Regions from separate parts of the Mus musculus genome. Here region 1 is linked to region 2. A link is a contact called in public Hi-C data. All regions are on one chromosome and are shown on one strand. Each heading gives the region's core, a stretch centred on a gene start, on an enhancer-like site or on the middle of the called end of the contact. The rest is flanking DNA. Distances are from core to core; before and after follow the strand shown.

Region 1 (3,008 bases), core at 199-2,698, 330 kb before region 2:
CCAAGCCAGACATGGTCATTTTTGAGACTCCTCCAGCAACCATCCAGGTGAGGTGTCCCCCTTTTGTAGGACATGGAATGGTGGTGAGGTGAATTTGAGTCACATCCTTGAAAAGTGGACAACTGGGATCCACACTCGCTTTACCAGTTTTCTTTGCTTCATGGTGCCCTAGTGAGGCTCCTCTGTGTGCTCAGCACCCCTCCCTCAGAGCTCCATTAGACACTATTCTATCTATCTATCTATCTATCTATCTATCTATCTATCTATCTATCTACCTACCTACCTACCTACCTACCTACCTATACCTATCTATCTATTGGCTTTTCAAGACAGGGTTTCTTTTTGTAGCTTTGACTGTCCTAGAACTTGCTCTGTAGACTAGGCTAGTCTTGAACTCACAGAGATCCACCTGCCTCTGCCTCCTGAGTGCTGGGACTAAAGGTGTGTATTTGTGTGTGTCTTAATATGTTCATCTGAATACAAGTGCCTAAGGATGCCAGAAGAGGGCAGAACCATATCCCCTGGAGCTGGAGTTACATATGGTTGTGAGCCATCCAGTGTGGGTACTGGGTGGGAACTGAACTTGGGTCCTCCGAAATAGCTGTATAGACTCTTGACCACTGAACTATCCCTTCCCCTCCCATTTCTAATCAATAGAAAAACAAATACTAATGTGAGATGCAGGCTTAAAATACACACACACACACACACACACACACACACACACAGAGTGGAGTGGGGATGTGGTTCAGTTGATAGAGGTTTGTTTAGTATGGACAAAGCCCTGGATTTCATTCCCAGCATTGCATAAATGGGGTGTGGTAAGGCAAACCTATAATCCTAGCACTTGGGATGTAGAAGCAGAAGGATCAAAGGTTCAAGGTTATCCTTGACTAGATAGCAAGTCCAAGGCCAGCCTGGGTAACAGGAGATCCTATCTCAAACAAACAAACAAACAACACAACACAACACAACACAACACAAGAGAAAATGACATAACATGTACACGATTCACTCAACCCCCTCTGCCTCCCCACTCCTCCCGTGCTGGGGGCTTGAACGTGGCACCTCTCACATGTTAGGCTCAACACTCCTCTACTGAGCTACACCTCCAACCCTCAGTGTTCTGCCATCCTGGAAGAAACGGATTCTTGATGGGTTGAATAAATTCAATATTTTGCAAAACACTGACTGCAGTTCATTGAATGCCTATTGTTGTCTTTCCCTCATAAAGGAAGTAAAATAGATTTTAAAATATTTACCGTGTGGGAGTAGCTGCTGAAGGCAATTATTATGTATGAGTAGAACTCGAAAGGTGTCTGGCCGAGAATTCAGATTCCTAGGGCGTACAGAGGTTGGCAGGGGAGACAGCCGAGAGCCCGTCTCTTCTGGACCCCAGCATTCTGTGGCTCTCTTATTTGTTGACAGACAAAGCCCATTTATAACTTTTGGAGTCTGGCTTCCAGCATGGTGGCAGGGATTCAGGAATGCGTTCGCTGGGAGTCACTTAGGGAACAAGGCCTGATTGTCTTCCCTCCTGACTCTCAGGACACACACTCTGAAGCAACGTCCTCAAACCCATATTGCCTGCAACCTCCCTCACAGTGGCTATGAACCTAGGGGTCAGGAGATGTGGGTTTGCACTCTCCACCAGAACTGTGTACTTTCCAGAAAGTTATTTCCCTTTCCTGCCTCCCTTGTTCTCTGTGGACACCTCCAACCCTGGGTGGCTGTGGTCTTGGGCCAAGCATAAGGAAGGAGTGTCTGACACATCACACCAAGTTCACACATCCTCTAAGTTCATGGGATACTGAGTGTTCGGCCACTGTGATGGCTGTCAGCCGGGAACCTCTAAGATGAAGCCCCCTTCACTTATGCACAGATTCCAACTGAGCCCTGAGGGTCCCCAAGCTCCTGAGGTACAGATGAGGCCCAGAGTTGAATCAGCCCCTTGCTTTTTTCCATATCTAAGAGCATGTGCTCACAGAGACCCACGTGTGGGGGTGGGGGGACTCTCCGAAGCACTCAGAGAAGCCTGTGGCTGGGCACCTGACTTAGAATCCTGCTGGGATCTCTTCTCCTACCCTACACTCTCAACTTCCCCGCCTCCCATTGGCTTCTCTTCCTCTATAATTTACGTATGTATGTATGCATGTATGTATGTAATGTACTCCCCTTCCCTGCGTTGGCTGTCACATTCCTTCCCCTCCTACTTCACAGCACAGTTCAGCTGCAGCAGCCCGCAAATGCACATATCAAAACCTGCCAGGAGAGGCTTGGTGGCTAAGAGCACTGGCGGTTCTTCTAGAGGACCTGAGTTCAGTTCCTAGCACACACATGGTTGCTCATGACCATCTGAACCTCCAGTTTCAGGGGATTTGAAGCCCTCTTTTGGACTCTGGGCACCAGGTACTCATGTGGTTCACAGACATCCACACAGGCAAACATACCTGCACACATAAAATAATAAAATAAAAATTAAGAACATTTCTCAGGAGCTTCTCAGGCAGATAGACTCCAGAGAGGGGGATCATGGGATCGTTCTACAGGAAGGGGTCGCCATGGGCCAAGAGAAGGCTCAGTGGGAGAATGCTCTCACTGTGAAGCCTTGGTGACCTCAGTTGATTCCTAGAACCACATAAGGTGGAAGGAGAGCCAGACTTCACGAGTGTGGTCTGATCTCCAGACTCTTACCATCACCACACATGTGCCTATCCCCCATTACATTCGTTGGGGAGCAGGAGACACAAATAATAAATTTAGTATGTAAAAAAAAAGTCCTCAGAAAGATTAAAAGCTGGCCTAGGGAGACGGCAGAGTTGATAAAGGCACTTGCTATGCAGGCTGGAACACCTGTCCAGAACCCACACGGAGCCAGATGTGGTGCACATCTGTAATCCCAATACTCCCACTGTGAAATAGGAGGGAGAAATAGGAGATTCAATGAAAAATCACAGGCCAGCTAGCCTGGAGCATGGAGCAGTAAGAAATTTTACAGACCCTGTCTC
Region 2 (2,902 bases), core at 207-2,706:
AAGTGAGATCACATATCTCAAAACCAAAAAAAAAACCTGCATGTTCTTTCTCATATGCAGAATCTAACCAATAGCATATGTGTATATGTAAGCCACTGTACACATGAGTACATATAACATGTAGAAAAAAGAAAGGCTAAACATGAGGGGGTGAGGAGAGACTGAAGGCTCAGTGCAGGTGACAGACACAAGTCATGATCGACGATATAAAGTTATTCTAAGTCTAACTCTGTCACAGACATTTGGGGGTTTGGTGCTAGATGCACCCATTGGTGAGAGGGTAAAATGTAACAGTGGTAACAGGGATTGTGTTAACCCTACAGCTCCCGTTCTGAACACCCATTCTAACTGTGTGGGACTTCACTGAGTTATATCGATTTTGAGGGTCTGGTTAATTTTTAGTGGTATTTTTATTTGCAAATTTGTTGTATATACATTTTATAAAATAAAACTTAAAACATTACGATTAAAAACCCGAAACAGCTGAAAGGAAGGGGAGCCTGTGTTGTCACACAGCGGTGAATTTGGGTCCCCGGGCTTGGCTCTGGTGGTTCTGAGAGTGAGGTAAAGTGGAGAGAGCGTCATAGAGAAGCTTAAGGAGGAAGCCATCAATCTCACGAATGATGGGAGGCAGAGAGCAAGACAGAGAGTGGTCCTTGACAGGATAGAGCCACAAAGGATGTGCCCTCAGGGCCTACTTCCTCCACATAGGCCCTACCTTCTAAAACATCAAGCACCTTCCAAATGGCATGTCTGCTGGGGACCAACCCTTCAATATTTTCATTTTTTAATGTGTGTGTTCATGTCTGTCACTATTGACACATTCAAACCACAGTGTACATATGGGTGTCAGAAGACAACCTCCAGAGTTGGTCCTTGCCTCCCACCTTGTTTGACATGTCTCCTTATTGTTCCCCAACATATACACACCAGCCCAGCTGACCCACGAGTTGCAAGGATTTTCTCCTCTCTTCCTCTCATCTCCTATCAGTGCTGTGTTGAGTCACAGCCCTAGTGGGGGAACGTTTCGTGTTCAAACGTGTCCACTGCTCTGTGAATAACTATCACGATGCCTGCAGTTCTCCTAGGCTGCAAAGCAGGGGAGAAACATGCACTTCTATCCACGAGCAGGAAAATTACCTCACAGATAGCTCTGCTCTGCCTGAGTCGGGGAAGCAGAAGTCCTGGGGTTATCCCAAAGACTCTGCACCACAGCATTTGGCAGAGCTGGGCCAAGAGGAAGACCCTTGCCTCTCGTTCTGTGTGCCTCACATCTGTTCTCAACATCTAGGGACAAGCTGGTCCAACCATGACACCCCCCCCACCCGCCCCCAGGCAGTTATTCTCCCTGTGGCGTTGCCAGCCCATCAGGCCAGCAGACACAATGAGACCCAGACTCCCCTCTGGGCCAGCTGGAATTCTGGCTCAGTGTCTGCACCACAGTTTGAGAATCCCTTGGCCAGTTAATGAGAGAGCCTGGCTCAGGCCGTCCTATGATCTCATAGCCTTTGAGTGGGTCACATTCCCTAGTTCCCAGTAGCATTGCTTGGAGAGGCATAATTCCGTCGCCTTGGATTCATTCCTGAAGTTACCATTTGTCTTTCTCTTCGTGTCTCTGAACTAGCTGAGGGCACCGTCCGCGTCTTACATAGCTTTCTACTTTCCCTGGATGCAGTCCATTCCCTGGCACAGTACCCAGGCGGTGGACATCAAGAACCGGACCACACCCCATGTGAGACATTTGCAGAGACGTGGAACTTAACCCGGGAGACCTAAGGCACTTCCAAAACATGTCTTAGGTTATGACTCAGGTCTAAAAGAGGAGACCAGAGACGAGTATATTTAACAGGCTCCAAAGTGCTGGTGATCTGACTCTTGCGTCACTTGGAACTCATGGCTTAGACCTTGATGCTGAGTTTGGCTCTGGGGATCGCTCATTGGGTACAGGGTATGGGCTGCCTGACTGAGGGGATGGGCATGGGCCGTGTTCCCTGGAACTCCTGCATGTTTCCATGCACATGTAGCACACATGGCACCTGTCACATCTGACACTCAGTCTCTTCCTGACTTGTCCTTGATCGGGTCAATGAGCCTCCTGCCTTCTTGACTTTGAAAAGTATTGACTTTGCCTCCCAAGGAAGCCTCATCCTTGAACCTTGAACTGTCAGTGACCTAGTGTTGATTTCAGATTTGGGTGATCCTGGGAGCCCTCATTAAAAGGACTTTGGGAAACACTACTTCCTATGTAGTTTTCCCTCTGGTGGAATCCACTGCCCCTTTTTGTCACTTCCGTCTCCTTTGAGTTCTTTTCCAGGAACTGCTATCTTAACCCCACCCAGCTAAGAAACTTAACTCACAGCTCTCCCCCACCTTCCCCTCTTGCTCTCTTTACAATCACTGACAGCATCTAGAACTTCAAATTGCATCGTTCACCACCCATGGGAAGGTATTACGAGGTCCTAGGGATATCTGAGGAAGAGCTACAATGGACGCATATACAGGTGAATCTGGAGTTGATATCAGCTTCTAATCTAATTTGAGGCTTTAATTTTCAAAAAATTGTTATCATTATTAGGATATTTAGTTATTCTATCTTTTATTTTACTCGTCAAGAACACTGACACATGATTAAGATGTGCCGTGTTGACTTCATGACACTGTGCCCTCCCTGGTATACTCTGTGTGGCATCAGACAGCTCCAAGAGAAGGGTCAAATGCATGGAGTTGGGGGAACGAACAGGCCACCCAGAGCTTAGACCTGAACTCACAAGAGCTTCGTAAGTCTCCAACACACAAGTCTGAAAGAGGCAAGAAGACATGTGTCCCTGTGTACGTCTAGTCTCTGGACCTTGAGAGCTGTGGTGTAAGGATGGTGGCGATCCTCCTAGCACACATTAGGGAC

Evidence for each region. A called contact is a pair of places that touch in the nucleus more often than the background predicts.
Region 1: a contact with region 2 is called in a Hi-C map of neural progenitor cells, with 2.5 times the contacts expected there. The contact joins two enhancer-like sites. A contact is called at or near these places in 1 of 15 datasets of contacts at CTCF or cohesin (large pre-B cells), 6 of 484 Hi-C or Micro-C datasets (beige adipocytes, embryonic stem cells, myocytes and 2 more), 2 of 115 datasets of contacts at active chromatin or transcription factors (embryonic basal ganglia and pancreatic cancer cells) and 1 of 9 other capture datasets (embryonic stem cells).

Annotation. Positions count from the first base shown.
Region 1 is chr9:61,888,536-61,891,543 of GRCm38.p6, reverse strand. The region is part of intron 1 of Gm34974 (a long non-coding RNA gene); the gene reads left to right. Among named protein-coding and RNA genes, the nearest start is that of Gm34974, 8.7 kb to the left of the region's middle. Within about 2 kb of position 1,448, at least 31 of the 459 cell types and tissues checked have an H3K27ac peak or open chromatin away from gene starts, as enhancers often do. A contact at or near this core is called in neural progenitor cells, where this site is marked.
Region 2 is chr9:61,557,470-61,560,371 of GRCm38.p6, reverse strand. No RefSeq gene overlaps it. Among named protein-coding and RNA genes, the nearest start is that of Gm39350, 36 kb to the left of the region's middle. Within about 2 kb of position 1,456, at least 49 of the 459 cell types and tissues checked have an H3K27ac peak or open chromatin away from gene starts, as enhancers often do. A contact at or near this core is called in neural progenitor cells, where this site is marked.